2 separate regions of the Manis pentadactyla genome follow, and region 1 is linked to region 2. The links are chromatin contacts, called in public Hi-C maps. All regions are on one chromosome and are shown on one strand. The core of a region is the stretch at or near the end of the contact, and the rest is flanking DNA. Distances in the headings are between cores, read along the strand shown. Region 1 holds the start of GID4 (GID complex subunit 4 homolog). Region 2 holds the start of RAI1 (retinoic acid induced 1).

Region 1 (2,700 bases), core at 7-2,506, 340 kb before region 2:
GTGAGAGTACCTGGTCTTGAGGGGGCGCCAGGAGTCATCAATCAGTTATGGATTGGGGGCTCTCCAGCTAAGGGACTAATGGAAGGAGGGTGCTCCCAGGTCTGAGGCTGATTAAGCTCTCCCAAAGAGGAAATCCTAGGAGAAGGAGGCGGGCCTCAGGATCTGAGGATTCCTGGGGCTTCGGGAAGAGGGTTGTGGGGTAGAGGCATGTCTCAAGTCTTGGAGAATCTGACTTAGGCCCAACCATGCGGAGGGTCCAGAGTCAGGAAAAACCAATGGAGAGTATTTCAGGGTCTGAGAGACACTGCAGGCAAGGCTGATCTCAGGGCGACAGGTCATGGGAAGGTCCCAGGTCTCAGGATGGCCAATCATGGGAGGCTTCCGGATTCTAGGCGGGTGGGTCTCGGGCTTCGAGTCTGGGAGAGTGTTCAGGGTCTGCCAAGAGCAGCTCACGACAGGCGTGTGAGGGGGCAGGTCAGGGTTGGGGGTCAGAGAGTGTAACACCAGCTGGGCAGGTCCCAGGGTTTAGCGCCGGGTGCAGGAGGCCCGACGGCGAGGGCCTGGCCGGCGGCTGCGGACTCAAGAAGCCGGGGACGGTTACGGCCCGTGAGCGCCGCGAGGAGGCCCTCGGGCCCCCGCCGGCCCGGCCCGGCGCTCACCTGCAGCACCACCTCTACGTCGTACGAGTTCCCCTTGCTCTTCTGGTGGCCGCGGAACTTGGAGCCGCTGTAGAGCAGGCTGGTGGCCACGCCGGGCTGCTGGGTGTTGATGGGCGGCGGCGGGATGAGCGAGGCCGCGGAAGCAGCCAAGGCACCGGCCGGCGGGGTACACTCTGTGCGGACCGGCATCGCGGGGTCCCCCGGAGCCAGGGCTGGGGGAGGGGAGAGGAACCGCCGCTGCCGCGCGGGAGCCGAGGACAGTGGCAGGGAGGCAGAGGCCGGGGCGCGCACGCGCGGGGTTGGGGCGGGAGGGGTGACACCCGCCCGCTGCCTGCGGACCAAGCGCTCCGTCCGCCACCGGGACCCCGGGACCTGCGAGTAGGGCCTCCCGGTCCTGAGCTGAGCCCCCCTCCCCACTTGCCCTCGCATACACACCACCCCTTCCGATTGGCTCGAGGTTGCTCGGGAGGCGGGAGTAGGCGCACGCGGCGCTTCTACCCATTGGCGGGCGGAGGAAGCACGTGGCCGGGTGCGCGAGAGGCCCTCTGGGACTTGTAGTCTTCCCGAGGTGCTGCGTGGAGTGGGCGGGGCGAGGTGCGTTTGTGAAGCTGATTGACTGGGGGTGTGCGCGAGTGGCGCGCGCGAGCGACGGCGCACTATTGGTTCATTCGGAAGATGGCGGCGTGCAGGGGAGGATGAGGGCACTGGGGAGGCGGTGAGAGGTTTTCGTACGGCCTGAGCCTGCGGCTTGGGGATTCCTTCTCCCTGTTTCCTGTTCTCAGGTTTTGTGCCGGTCGTCTTCCCAGGCCCTTTAGCGTTATGTGGAGGAGCTGCCTCCGGCTTCTGGATGGGGAGCGCCGCCTCCTTAACCGGCCCCGGGGTGGTCTCGCCGCCTCCGTGGGGCCGGGATCAAATCCCCAGCCCCCAGCCCGTGCCTACGTTCCCCCGACAGGTGAGGGAGGCCGGGGCACGTGTCTTCTTGGCCAGGGGCCAGCTGGGCTTAGGCGGGCTGTGCACGGCGGGGTAATCGAAGCAGCGCTCAGGCTCAGGTAACGCAGGTCTATCGGGTTCTGTTACAGATCGGGAAAGAGAAGCCCAGGCAGGGACCCCCGAGGGCACACAGCGCGTCACCGCAGGAGAGACAGTAATTGGCATTTATCACGTGCGGCTTTTCACGAGGATGATAGCTTTCCTGTCCAATAAAGAAAGCAGATGTATCCTTGTTTTCAGACAGGGAAAACGGGGCTCAGGGTCACGATTGCACCAAGGACAAGATCAGAGATTTGTGGAGGGCAAAGTTCGGCCTGTCTGTTTCCTGTGCTCCAGGGCCTAGAAGGGGCCTGGACCTCCAGCATTCAGTCTTCTAGCTCTGCCACTTTGTCTGCACGGTTCTGGCCCTCCCTCCAACTGCCCTGCCACAATCCCTGTCCTGTCTGCTAAGGAGTTGACAGCTGTACCTCCTTCCTCCACTTCTGACTGATGAGGCCTAAAAGAAGGCAATGGCCCTTTCATTGCTTCTGAGGAGAGTTTTAGGCTAAGAGTGGAAGTGATCCCCTTAAATGAGTGAAAGTAGAACACATTCCTTTCATTCAGTTAGTTTCTCTGTGCTGAGGGCAGGAGGCGGCATAGTCTTCAAGACAGTCATGGTCCCCACGTAAATGGTGTTCAGTATCTAGTGCAGAAGGTTATACTACCCTGGTTGAACAGTAGCTTATAATATCCTGTGCTAGGGAAGTACAGCTGCTCCTTGAACAGCATGGGGATTAGGGTCACTCACCCCTTTTCGTGGTTAATCTGAGTATAACTTTGACTCCCCCCAAAGCTTAACTGCTAATAGCCTACTGTTGACCAGAAGCCTTACTTGTAACAGTGGATTAACACATATTTTGTATGTTATATTATTATATGTTGTGTTCTGAGTATAAAGCAAGCTAGAGAAAAGAAAACGTTTTTTCAAATTGTCACAATCTCCAAAAAAATTCCAATATATCAGTTGAAAAATATCTGCATATAAGTGGACCTCTGCAGTTCAAACCTGCAT
Region 2 (2,721 bases), core at 98-2,597:
GCCTCAGGAAGCTGGGGCCGCCTCGGCCTCGGGCCTGGCTGGTGTTTCGCTTCCCCTCCACCCCTCCTCGGCGGCCCCCGGCGCGACCAAGGCTCCAAATGTCACCCTCGCGTCCTGCAGTCCCCTCGCCCCGCCGCGCTCGGCAACGCCGCCTTGCGCCCGGCCCCCTGGTCCTCCTCCCGGGTATCCTGCTCCAAGGCGCGGGGCTGTGAACCGGGCAGGAGCGCCGCTGTCCGGGGACACGGGGCTCGCGTGTCCCGCGCCCCCGACCGTGACGTCAGCCCCCGAAGGGCCCACAGGCCCGGGGCCGTGCCGCGTCGGAGTTCCCGGGGCCTCCGGGGCCGCTTCCTGCCTGCTCGCCGGGCCTGCGCACAGGCCTGGGCTAGCCGCCCGCGTGGGGGCACCGCGGACAGCCCTGCGCGCCCACCTCCCCACTCACGGCCCTGACGGGCCCTCGCTCCCACGCCAGGCCCCAGTCCACACAGAGAAGTAGCTCCCGCCCCCCACTGCGGACGCACTCACAAATCTCCCCTCCCGCCCCGGCAGCGTGCAAATGCCCCCGCGTCCCTACCCCACGTTCAGCCAACACTCCGCGCCTCCGCGCACGCAGACCCCTCAGCCCACCCGACCCTCGCTTCTCGCGTCCCCACGCCACGAACCGACCGCAGCCAGCAGCACAGATCTTTCTGAAGACCCTCAGCTGTGGCGCAGGGCGCCCCCACCCCGCAGCTCCCAGACGGCCATCCGGTGACCTCGCGCACCCCCCACACCACACAAAGCAGTGCCCGGCGGACCCCCCACAGCGCGGCCCAACGCGCTCGCCCAGGGATCCCGCCTCGGCCCCTCACCCTGCCTTGGGTCCCGACGCCTCGCGCCGCCCCCGCTCCGGGGCAGCGCTCCCCGCGCCCCACCGCTCGGTGCTCACCTCGGCGCCCGCGCTCACTCGGGGACCCTGAGTCTGGCGCTGCGACTTCGCGGCCCGGAGGCTCGGCTGGCCATGGGGGTCAGGGCGCGCCGGCCCGGCCGGCCCGCGGCCAGGCAGGAAGGAGGGCGGGCCGTGTGGCCCCCTCCTCGCGCCGGCGCTCGGGCCGGGCAGGGCGGCCTGTTCCGCTCGCCTCGCGCCCTCGCCGCCGTCTCGCTCTCCAACACGACTCTCCGAGCCCAGCCGCGGGCGGGGGCGTCGCCCGGGGGCGCGGGGAGCCGGCGGCGCGGGGACCAGGCCCTAGCCGCGCACCGGCCGGGCCCGCCTGGTGTCCGCGAATGCCGCGGGGAAATGCGATCTCCTCCGCACAGGAAGAGCGAGCGGGCGGGCGGGCGAACGACGCGCGGGGGGAGAGGGAGAACGAGAGCAGAAGGAAAAAAGTTCCCGGGCGGCCTGACTGCGCTCGCCGGCGGCCCCGGGCGCCAGGTGGGCCGTGCGCGCTGCGACAGCACCCTCTGGCGGCCTGCGCGCCCCCCTGCGCGTCCCCCAGCCCTCCCGCGGCCCTGGGGGTAGGGGGCTTTTCCTTGGGATCCCGGTGGAGCCTCAGGGACTCTCCCAGCCTCGCCGCGACCTGTGGTTGGGTGGGGGCTGGAACCTCTGGCGGAGGATTTGGACTGGCATCCTGCCCTCATGTGCTTCCAGTCTCTGGTTTGGTCCCTAGGCCAGGCTTTCGCCCTCATCCCACCATTAGCCATCACTGTGGCCTCTTTACAGTTTGGTAAACATTTTCTACTCCTAAACTCAATATGCCAGACAAATGTCTTCATTTATTGGGTATCTGGCCCCTTGTGGGGCGCTGGGATATCGACAGACAAGTGGTTCCTGCTGTCGTGGAGCTGCCATCCTGGTGGAGAGAGACAGACAGCAAACAAATGCTCACATGTCAGAGAAGATAATTTCAGGGAGTAGTACGTGCTAGGAAGAAATTTAGCAGATGAAGTGAAAGATGGGGAGTGAGAGAAGGTTATCTGAACAGAGAACTGAGTAGCAGGAAGGAACTGCCATAGGTAGAAACAGGAGCAGAGCGTTCCTGGCAGAGGGGAGAGCAAGTGCAAAGGCCCTGAGGCAGGAGAGAGCTTGGTGCCTAAGATGTAAGAAGTGAGCATGCTGAAGGATGAGCCACAATGGAGGCCCAGGGTCTTTGGGAGGGCCTAGTAAGGACTTTGGTTACAGTTCCTTCTATGGGAAGAAAGCCAGTGGCAGATTTTTAAGCAGAGGAATTTTGAATGAATGAGTGAATGAACCTGTTAACTTACAGACAACCTGAGCAATTGCTGCTCCAAGACTTGGGCTCACCACAACTTAGACACAAATCCATAGCCTCCCACCCCCTCCCAGCCTCTGGAGTCTGCTGGTCCTGTGGAGGGGGAGGGGTGGTCAAGGCATCAGAGCTCTCAAGAGACCTGGGACCGGTGAGTTCCTGCATGGAACCCGGGCTTCCTCATTGGTAAAGCAGGCCTTGTAGTAGGTACAGTACCAGATGCTGTACCCCTTTCTGTACATTGTCTCATTTTCTCCTGGAAGCCCCTCTGTGAAGCAAGCTCATCACATTTTGTTCATGGGGAAACTGAGGCACAGGCTGGTAAAGTCACCGGTCCAGGTTCTCAGGCTAAAGTGACAAGAGCCAAGACCTGCTCCCAGAGCCCTTCCCACAGGGGCTCAACAATGCATCTCCCAAGGCGAATGGTAAGAGCAAGACAGAAGGTGGACCCGAATGTGAACTGCACTGTTTTAAGCTA

Evidence for each region. A called contact is a pair of places that touch in the nucleus more often than the background predicts.
Region 1: a Hi-C map of fibroblasts shows a contact between it and region 2, with 3 times the contacts expected there. The contact joins the promoter of GID4 here to the promoter of RAI1 in region 2. A contact is called at or near these places in 2 of 3 Hi-C or Micro-C datasets (fibroblasts and skin fibroblasts).

Annotation. Positions count from the first base shown.
Region 1 is chr4:119,693,756-119,696,455 of mManPen7.hap1, reverse strand. It overlaps GID4 (GID complex subunit 4 homolog), which reads right to left and starts at 1,256. Exons shown (of 6, transcript XM_036894021.2): 1 at 660-1,256. The coding sequence starts at 1,088. It overlaps ATPAF2 (ATP synthase mitochondrial F1 complex assembly factor 2), which reads left to right and starts at 1,336. Exons shown (of 9, transcript XM_036894002.2): 1 at 1,336-1,611. The coding sequence starts at 1,479.
Region 2 is chr4:119,349,329-119,352,049 of mManPen7.hap1, reverse strand. RAI1 (retinoic acid induced 1) reads right to left here and starts at 1,347. Exons shown (of 5, transcript XM_036894024.2): 1 at 926-1,347.